Linked DNA regions of Mus musculus: region 1 is linked to region 2. Evidence: chromatin contacts called from public promoter capture Hi-C data. All regions are on one chromosome and are shown on one strand. The core of a region is the stretch at or near the end of the contact, and the rest is flanking DNA. Distances in the headings are between cores, read along the strand shown.

Region 1 (5,216 bases), core at 533-3,032, 540 kb after region 2:
TGTGTCCTTATCTATATGCTAGAACATATGGAACCGGGAAGCTGGTCTGTGCCAGTTCTTTTCAGCATTTGCTATTTCTGAGGGAAAGAACTCACAGGTGTGTGATGACATTTGTGCTTTGGGCAAGCAAGGAGCCCAGACCTAATTACACCTGCATCCTGGTCTGACTTAGAAGATGTTAACAAATGAACAGCACCAGGGCCTTTGGAGAGAAGCTGACGTTTTCAATGCTCTCTCATCCTGAATTCACCACCCCCTCAAATGTAAAAGTGTGAAAATATTTAAGAAGTGTATTCAGAAATCAAACCTTTACATCCCTTCATCCAAGGTCCCTGATATGTAAACAACAGTTTAGGTACATTTAGTTCCTTCAGCCCTTTAGAGGTATATATGTTCACATATACATATGAATGGTTCTGGGTCTGATGTAAGCACACTGTCTCCTGTGTAAATCTGAGCTCCGGAGACAGGAGGGTAGACATATTGGTTTGTTTTCTGAGGAATGAAATTGAGACAAATACACATAGACAACATTTTGCCCACCCAAGTGAGCCACCAGTCAGTCTCCCATCCCTTTAAAAAGATTAGATCTTTCCCGGCTTCTGTCTCCCTAGTGGACTCCTGCAGCAAAGAGCAAAGTTGCCTGGCTCATTGGGCTCAGGGATGAGGAGGAGGGTTGATTAGAGAATGCTGCGTGGGGTGGGCTCTGAGATAACGCGCGCGCCAGAGTGCGCTGTGGGCCCTTGTCCTTAACCCTTCCCTCTGAGGAGCCGGATCCGCCGTACTGCAGTGCCCTGAAGCCCTGATGCTGATTGCCCTGGGCTCCCGAAACTTTGCTTGGTTGTGGGCTTGAGTACGCAGAGCTGAGCTGGCTGGCTGGCTCTAGGAACGCACTAGGAGAGTGTTAGGGAAGGGACCCTTCAGCACCCGGAGTTCCTAGACTAGGACCACGAGGAACGGTGCAGCGGCAAGGGGAGCTGTCCCTTCAGCACCACGGACCTCCAACGACCCGGCCTTGAGAAGTGGGAGGCTGGGCAACAGGAGAGGAGCTGTCCGCTCAGCACCACGGACCTCAGCTCTCCGACGCAAGTGGCCGGCCCCCGCCCCAGGACTCTCCCTTTTCTCCAGTTTGCGCGGGGGTGTGGAGAGCAGGCGGAGAGCTTTCCTGGGAGGCTGGGGAAGCAGTGAACACTCTTCTCAGCGACTCGCCTCCCAGCAGAGCTATTTTTTGCCATCCGCCCTCACCCCCAGCACACGCGCTCGCACACACGCACGCACGCGCGCACACACACACAAACACACACTCACACACACATACACACGCACACACACACATACACACGTACACACACACTCACACACACGCGCGCACACACGCACACACGCTCACACGCTCACACACCAGACCTCTCTGGGTTTCTTTTGCCTTGAGTCTCTCGGGGCTGTGAGAAACCAGGCGCATCTCAAACCAAGCTGGCAGCTCCAAGCTCCGAAGCCATGCCCTGCACAAACGCTAGTCCTCACCAAGCTCCTGAGGAATGAAAGCAACCCAGGAATCCTCTGACCGCGGCAGTGATGTGGACCAACCCCCTGGAGCCCGCACCCTCCCGAGGGCCATAGAGGACTCGGGGAACTGGAGAGAGCCCAAGACAGGAAATCCCAGCTTTCCCAAAGTCCCCGTGGATGCTGACAAAAGGAGATCTGGATTTTTGGAAGAGGCCGTCCTAGGTTACCCAGCTGCAGAGTGATTCTCCCGTCTGTCACTGAATCTACCCCTCCAACCCCCAGCCGTTCAGAGTACCATGAAGAATTATGAGGATGTGTGACAGAGGTATCCAGATGTTGATCACTACTGTAGGAGCCTTCGCAGCTTTTAGTTTAATGACCATTGCAGTGGGCACGGACTACTGGCTATATTCCAGAGGTGTGTGCAGGACTAAATCTACAAGTGACAATGAAACCAGCAGGAAGAATGAAGAAGTAATGACCCACTCCGGGTTGTGGAGGACCTGCTGCTTGGAAGGTACTTACAAATTCCTCTCACTGGCTCTGAATGATCTGCTTCTAATGTCCTGACATGTGTTGGGGGGGAAATAGAGGCAATGGAGGGGAAGAAAAATAGTTTTAATTGTTGTTGGAAATATGTGAGGGTCCAGACTATGCTTCCACGGAGCCTGGTGCTGTGTGGATGGAAGGGTTGGGTCTTGTTGATTGGTTTTGGTCTATGCCAAATGTGATGTGATTTTGTAACGCTCTTAAACACCTTCTGCAGTTGAGAAAGCCTCTAATCCCGAGTCTCTAAGCATGTTGTGCACTGCTTGGATTTCTGTCTATAGAAGGAGACTTTGGATTTGTTTAATTACATTTTGGTGAATGGGGATTATTAAGGAATGGAAGCAGAGAAGACAGGAAGGTGCTGAGGGACTGATCTAACCTGGAGCACTCTGATCTGGTTTTTTATCTTTTAATCAATAAAAGCTTACCAGCCTCTTCTGAGTTTGGTCCAACTAGACATTGTCATGAACTCCCTTTGTTAACTTATACTAGGGAACAATATGTAAGCCCTAATCCCCACACCCTCACATCTAAAGAAAATGTCTTTATGAATAAGTGTTTCATTATTTAGGCTCAAAATAAAACTGAAGTCTTGGTGTTTGCTCTCCACCTGACTTCATTCATAAATCACGCCCATCACCAGCAAATGTATTTCCTTGACATTTAGATAAGACTGACTCTGAGAATTGCATCTCATTGCTTCTAATTTTAAAAATTAGAGGATTTGCTCTAAATTATAATGAGGTGGGCAGGCCATTTTAGAATGTGGAGCTCTTAGGTAGCCTATGTCACTACTAAACTTGCTTCACCACTTGAAGAGTGACTGTCAGTTTCAGTGGACAATACCTGGGTATCACAAGGAGTGAAAAAATAATGAAGAAAATCAAAGCTTTGTGAACCTGCTACCTAAGGGAGCCACTAGATTAAAGGGCCACTAAGAAGGGATTTTGTCTGCTTGGTTGATTTTTGCTGTTTCTCTGGCTTCCAGGAAGTCAGTGAAGTTTATCACAGTGATAGTCAGGAAAATACAGGCTTCCTCCCCTCCCCTCGATCTCCCTTGGTTCCTCCCCCTGCATTCCCTGTGGCATTTCTCAGGGTTTCTTGGGAACTCGCATTTATGTAAATGACTTGGGAACTAATGCTATGACATCACTTGCTAGTGTAATATTGCATCATTCTCTGGCCTCCTTCCCACGTCCTGACGCTCTGAACTCTCCTGCCTATAGCGCCACTACAGTTGATTCTGTTTCCAACACAGATTTGCAACTGGTGGGAAACCCAGGAGGGAAAGGGCTACTTCATGTGAAGTCAGAAAACACCAAGTACTGCTGCAAATGGTCTCTATACTCTTAGCTAAGAGATTTGTCCCTTTTAACTCTCAGTTAACCCAAGAAATGACTGATTCAGAATCAATAGTCTTGAGTTAGAACTACTGAAGCGTACACTGCAGCCAGTAAACTGACAGAAATTCTAAAATGTGGTTATTTCTGACCATTTGCAGTCGGCTAGCATGAGGTCATTCACCTTGGAGAATTTCCACCATTCCCTTTGCTGTGTTGGCAATTATGAATCGAATCAGTTTTGCAATGCTGTGATTGGTATATATGACGATGCCTACATAAGTGGCATTAAAAAAAAAAACCCGGGTTCTTCCCCAGCTAAAAGCCATACAGAAGTACATCAGGTTTATAGTCATTTTGCCCCTTGGAAATATTCTGGAAATGTAAAATTAAACAGTGATACTGACATTCTTCACCCTGCCTCATTTATTTAAATGTCTGTCAGGATAAAATCAGGGCCTACATTTCCTGAACCTTTCTTCAAACCTGCATAAAGAGCATTTCCTCCTCTCTTCGACATGCTGCTCTAGGCCTACAGTTCATGCCTGGGACCAAAGCCCCAACTGAGTGTTCCATGGCTTCAGTCGGGTAACTGAGAAAGGAGATTGGGGAAGAATTAGAAGGACTGGAGATGTGTTCTTGGGCTAGTCAGTTCTTTTGAGAAAACTTGTTGGAGCCTTCTTATAGTTTTTCTCAGCTAAGTCTCATGTTCTAAAGCATTCCATTCGGAAAGATACATAAACCATTATGAACCGGAAAAGTTTTTACCATCTAGATGGGCCTGGCGAAAATTTGAAGCCAAGATTCTTCTTAATGGATTGAACACATCGGGTGCTCAAGAAATTTGCAGGAACCTCTGTTTTCTGCATGGTAAGACACATGCAACAGACAGCATATATTCTAGGATCTCCATCCTCTGTAAGGATGAAGATAGATAGCCATTTCTATTCACTAGCTCCTGTCTGTCTCAGAACAGCAACATTCTCATCTTCTGGTTTTCTAAACATCAAAGAACCTATGTAAGGAGTATTTTAAATTATTTTTTTCTTACACATCATTTAGAAGAGTTCTTTTTTCATACTTTAAGAGCCATGAGACAATGTGAATATTTTGCTCCAAATAAGAAAATACTCAGGAGGGACATGACAGCTGTATGCAAACTTATGAAAGGCTGTCATTTGGAAGAGAGATTTGAAATGTTCTTTGTGGCCTCAAGGGGGTCGGTGTTTTACCTAAATATAAATAACTAACCAGCGTGGGGTAAGAGGCTTGAAGCAATAATGAGTCCCCTAACAGCAGAAGTATTCAAATATATATGTATTGTCCCCACACTTGGCTAGCCACTGGAATCTTATGAATAGGTTTTTAAAAATAGATTATCAGACTTTACAACTACATTCCAGGCCTCCATAGGTCTATGGTGCATCCCTGGAATCTAAATTTTCTAAAAGTCCTTCAAGAAATTATGATGTTAGTGCCAACATGTTTGTTTGTAATGAATGTTTACAGTGACCCTGGGAATGACTGTGAATGCTCATGAGGACCACGACACTCACAAGAGATGCTTTCTTGTGTCTTGTCACCCTATGACTCCGCAGAGTGTCACTTATACTCAGCCCTTGCTATGTTGTAGTACCGGTTTCAATTTTTTTTTAAACAATTGGGTTTTTCATCTTCAGAGGAGCTCAGAGGTGCAGGAACTATCATTACCCTCACCTTATAGATTGGAATACTGAGGCTGGGAGACGTTCCATAATTTTCCCAAGGTCATACACCTCAACTTTGCAGGTCTTATGTAGTCTAAGACTTGAAGCGTCTCAG
Region 2 (5,199 bases), core at 246-2,745:
TTACTAACAACTTAAACTTTTCTTAAGCACTTTCCCCACCTCATTCCCCAGCACTTTTGTGGGACTCCAGCACTTCTGTGCTAAAGTCACTTTAGTCCCCATCCATTCTCAGACACATAATAATAAAAATGGCAGATACTTTCATAATGTGCTTCAGTTAGTCCTAGGGAATTTTGTGACTTTAATGTCCAATGACTCAATTAGCACTCACAATAACCCTAACAAATAGATTCTATTATATAATCATCCTCCTTTGAGATATGCAAACTGAACAGAGAATAAGCAGTTCCTCCAGGATGCTGCCATTTATAACTGCTCCATTTAACACCCCCCCCACACACACAGAGGTTTCATATCATATATATTTTGATTCATAATAGCAGCAAACTGCAGTTATTAAGTAGCAACCAAATTATGGTCATGGGCCACCACAACATGAGTAATTCTGATCTTAACCTGTTATCTTGTCCTCAATCTTATCAGTAAGTAGGAGTTATCTTGTTTATTTGTAAATGATCTTTACCACCCTTAGAAGGTAAGACAGGATAGGAAGACAAATTAATGTGAATTCTAATTTTGCACAGAAAGCACAAGAACATGGAAGTAATATTTAAGTCTTGCAGGAGAATAATATTCTGAGCCTGAAAGAAATGAGAGCTCCTTCTAACTACTACACTAAATTTGTATGCACACACACAACACCTGTTCATTATATGTAATATTTATATTATTTTCTTCCCCTCATCTTGTTCCAACGTGGGTCTTAAACATGGAGAACACCAGCTGCAGAACCAACCAGAGTACACGTTATAACCATCCCCTTCTCCAATGTAAACCTATTTTGGAGGTCAAGCCCTAACAGACAAACACGAAAATGTATATATATAAGGCTGTTGACGTGACGTGAAAGATTTATGTGACGGGGCCGGAGTGGAGTGGGAGAGAAGAGGGCCTCTAGGTTTACCTATATGTAGTTTTACACCTAATATTTATGCAGTGCCACTAGAAGATGGGTTTGGCTCGTCTGCATTTTAAGCTTCGCCACCCGAGCAGCGCGCTCGTCTCAGTGACTTCTCGTGGAGGCTGTAGGTAGGAGGACACTGCCTCGGATACAGGAACTAGGTTTGAAAACCCAGCCTAAAGCCCTGGGTCACCCTTCCCGCAACCCGGGCACCTTTTCCTTCTCCGCATAGCTGAGGGGCTTCCCGGAAAGCTCTTCCATCGGGTTGGAAGCCGAACGCAAGGAGCAGCCGTCTCCAGCCTCGGGCCTGTGGTCACGGGGACCCAGCCAGGGCTTCCTAGGGCCAAGAGGAACCCCTGGGAAGAACGGGGACCTAGTTCACCCCCACTATGTTCCTGCCGAGCCACACAGGTTCCGCGCGCTAGCCGCTCTGGCCAATTAAAACCTCTGTTCGCTCTGCGCACGCGCAGCTGGAGACTGCCGAGCGATCGAGCAGGCTTGACTAGAGGAGAGTCGAATGAGAGTCCAGGGCGGGGATAGCGGAAGTGGCCGATCAACCGGAAGTAGCTGGAATCACCGTCTGCCTGAGCTACTGACAGGATCCTGAGGTTCAGAGAGGGGGAAGCCATGGAGTTGGGCGAACTGCTGTACAACAAGTCGGAGTACATCGAGACGGTGCGCGTGTGGCGACCCTGCCGCCGCTGGCAGTCACGGGACCCTCGAGGACTGGACGGTCGCCCCTCCCGTCCCGGCTGCACTGGTTCCCGTTCCCTCAGTCCCTTCCTTGGATGACTTAGAGATGCTTCGTGTTTCATCTGATTGTTATTTAGTCGGTGCATGCATGCATTAGGCTCTCTTCTCCTTCATCTCGTGTGTGTGGGTGTGCTGTGTAGCGGGGGAGGAAAGTGTGGATGTGGGAGAGTTTCTATGCATATATATCTATGTGTGTGCATATACACACGCCTGAGTTTCCTGTTAAATAATGTCTTCCAGAGGAATACACAGTACAGCCTATTCATTCTGTATATAAATTACATTTTCAGACTCCGGGCCCTTTTTAAAAATAATATTTCACAGTCTGCTTACGTGCTAAGACGTTATTGTTTCTATTCGTCAACTCATAATACAACATATGTAAACTGCCCCCGTTAGGGTTACTATCATTATTTTTTCTGTGTGTCTGTGATCATGGAAAAGTAATTTTCCTCACTGAAGGCTATGAAACCGTAATATGGAAGTGGGGTCTGAATGCACATCAGTCATTAGACCGCTCATTAGATACCGATCCTGAATTCATTTCTTGAGCTCTCAGTTCCTGATCTACCCTTGCTCTTTTGATAGATTGGATTCAGTTCCTGAGTGCTCTTATCACGGAGCCGTGCCCACAGCCTTCCCCCCCCCCCCCCAGTGCATTCCTTCTCCAGTTTGTTTTTGTTTGTTTGTTTGGTGATGGAGTCTCACTTCATAGTTTAGTCTAACCCCAAATTCACAGTCACCCCACCCAGAGCTGGGACAGTAGGGGTGCAGTATACATTCAGGCCTCATTCATTTTTAGACTGCCCTTCATTTGAAGTAATTTTCTCCTCAATGTGAGCTTTCATGATGGAAACTGTAGTCCAGAAATCCTCTGTTTTTTCACTCCAGATTTCTGTTTGCTTTTAGGCATCTGGGAACAAAGTTAGTCGCCAGTCTGTTTTGTGTGGAAGCCAGAACATCGTCCTCAATGGCAAGGTAAAGGGCACAGGCAGCTTCAGGAGGTTACCCTTATGCCTTCAGCTAGTCACTGTATCAGCAGGGTATATGGGATAGTGCTGTCTCCAATTTGTCATTTCCAGTTCTCTCTCTTTGTTTTTGTTTTTTTAAACATTTATTTATTTTATGTATATATGAACACATTGTCACTGTCTTCAGACACACCAGAAGAGGGCATTAGATCCCATTACAGATGGTTTTGAGCCACCATGTGGTTGCTGGGAATTGAACTCAGACCTCTGAAAGAGCAGCCAGTGCTCTTAACCGCTGAGCCATCTCTCTAACCCCTCTTTCTTTGTTTTCATTTTTTTCTCCAAATTAGATTTATTGAATGCACAAAGACGATCAGGGAGGAGAAGCCAAAAAAATTAGAGAGCGGCCCATTAGATGGGGAATAAAGAAGCTTTAAGGAAGAGGGTGGGGAGGGCAGTAACACGTGAAATATAACAGGAGAGAGCACAGGAGACACAGGGCAGCTAGACAGAGGGAGAAGAGAGGGGAGGAATTTCTTCTAAACAGAACGTGAACACTTCTGTCATTTTCTTCAGTATTTTATTTAAATAGGATTTACATTGCATTAAATATTATGAGTAAGAACATGGTGGTGGTGGAGGGAAGGGCCAGAAATCTTTTATGTCTGAACAGAATGCAGTGGCAGATTGTTCTCTGTGCTGTATTGTGCCTAGGACTACTAGACACAAAACTCATGAAGAGGCAGTATCTTAAGTACTTTAAAACAGAATTCAGGGACATGGACTTAACTGGTATTTTTTACACGTGTTTTGCTTTATAGACCATTATAATGAATGACTGTATCATCCGAGGAGACCTGGCAAATGTAAGAGTTGGACGTCACTGTGTCGTGAAAAGCCGTAGTGTCATAAGGCCACCGTTCAAAAAATTCAGCAAAGGGTATGTGACTTAATTACCTGTTTGCAATCCTAGGCTCCATCCTGTTCTGGTGATGTTGCCCATGACCATGTGTTTAGATGTGTAATGAGAAGATCTGGCCATTTGGGGGCGCTGCATAAGCGCTCACAGTAATGAACCTCTCTCTGGGTGTTCATTGTTGGCTGTCAGGAAGAAAAGTCCCTACAAGAAACAGACAACCGAACACAGATAGTAAAGCCTGAGTAAACGGTAAAGCTGGAGTTTCCTCTCGAATGTATTCCAGAATCAGATAGTGCTGAGAAATTTGGATTTTTAATTTAAAATTAAAGAACTCTCAGGACTAGTGTAGCCAATAGTTTCTTAAACTGCAAGTCCCTGTATAATCATTGCATAACTGAATGTGGAGGGCTCTGACAACAAATGAAAGGTTTCTGAGTTTGTAAAACCAAAAATTAACTCAAAAGGAAATACAGAGTGAATCCAAAGTTTCTGGCAATATCTGCTCATGATACATCATCTGACGCTGCTGCAGCCTCAGCTCTGTGCACACACGCACACTGCACTGTGCACGACACCATACACGCCGTCCCAGTGAGTGCTTCCTCAAGCATTCCACTCAGATTTGAACTGTGGTAAAAATTCTAATGTCTTTACTGCATATTTTCCTGCTACTAGAGAAAGAGTGTTTAGTTATTGAAAATAAGCTTTTAATATTTTCCTACAGTCATTCCTTAACATGTAAGTATAAAGTTAGTATATCCTTGGGTTTTATCATATTAGAATGGTGGGTTTTGAGGCTAGAGAGATGGTTCACTGGTTAAGAGCACCACTGCTCTTACAAAGGACCTGGCTGGTTTACAGCTGCCTATTGTTCCAGTTAAGGACTAGTTCGTTCTTCTGGCCTCCTTGGACTCTTACATTCAGGAGGTGTACATAAACTCATATAAGCAAATGCACATATGTAGAGGAGTTTTAATCCAGCAAAGGGCTACTCTAGCTGGAATGCCGACACACTTTAGGACACACCTTTAATCCCTTGGGCTTGAATGCAGACACGCCCTTAGTATATACCTTAATTCCAAACAATGAAGGTAGAGTTTGTAGAAGGAAAGGCCTGTGCTTGAAAGTGGTGTCTAATTGAGAGGCCGACAAAGTAACAAATCAGAGAAAGATTTGACACTAGGATATGCCTAACTCTCAAGAAAATAGGGAGGAAAGAGAGGAGAGGAGAGGAGAGTTTTACAGGGATGGGTTGAAGAGAGAGTGAGCTAGACATAGGTGAAGACAGAACAAGCCAGGGAATGAGAATAAGCCAGAAATTAGAACAGATTGCCAGAGTTAGTATGAGATTAAGCAGAGCAATTTAGTCAGAAGCCAGATTGAATCAGTCATCTTGGAGAGGAGTTTAAGCCATAACAACTGTATAATTATTATGTATAATAATAAATAAATCTTTGGGCCAGAGTAAGCAGGGACTGAGTGAGCGGGGTTGACCAGAACCAGCAGAAGTCCTAAATTCAATTCCCAACAACCACATGAAGGCTCACAACCATGTGTACAGCTACAGTGTACTCACATACATAAATTAATAAATA

What was found. Promoter capture Hi-C pulls out the DNA fragments that hold promoters and counts their contacts.
Region 1: a promoter capture Hi-C map of the SN4741 cell line shows a contact between it and region 2, with 2.5 times the contacts expected there. The contact joins the promoter of Cacng3 here to the promoter of Dctn5 in region 2. A contact is called at or near these places in 1 of 39 promoter capture datasets (the SN4741 cell line) and 1 of 9 other capture datasets (pancreatic islet).

What each region holds. Positions count from the first base shown.
Region 1 is chr7:122,669,962-122,675,177 of GRCm38.p6, forward strand. Cacng3 (calcium channel, voltage-dependent, gamma subunit 3) reads left to right here and starts at 1,783. Exons shown (of 4, transcript NM_019430.2): 1 at 1,783-2,023. The coding sequence starts at 1,813.
Region 2 is chr7:122,131,546-122,136,744 of GRCm38.p6, forward strand. It overlaps Dctn5 (dynactin 5), which reads left to right and starts at 1,496. Exons shown (of 6, transcript NM_021608.3): 1 at 1,496-1,636; 2 at 2,624-2,692; 3 at 3,507-3,625. The coding sequence starts at 1,589. Palb2 (partner and localizer of BRCA2) reads right to left here and starts at 1,401. Exons shown (of 13, transcript NM_001081238.2): 1 at 1,175-1,401. The coding sequence starts at 1,222.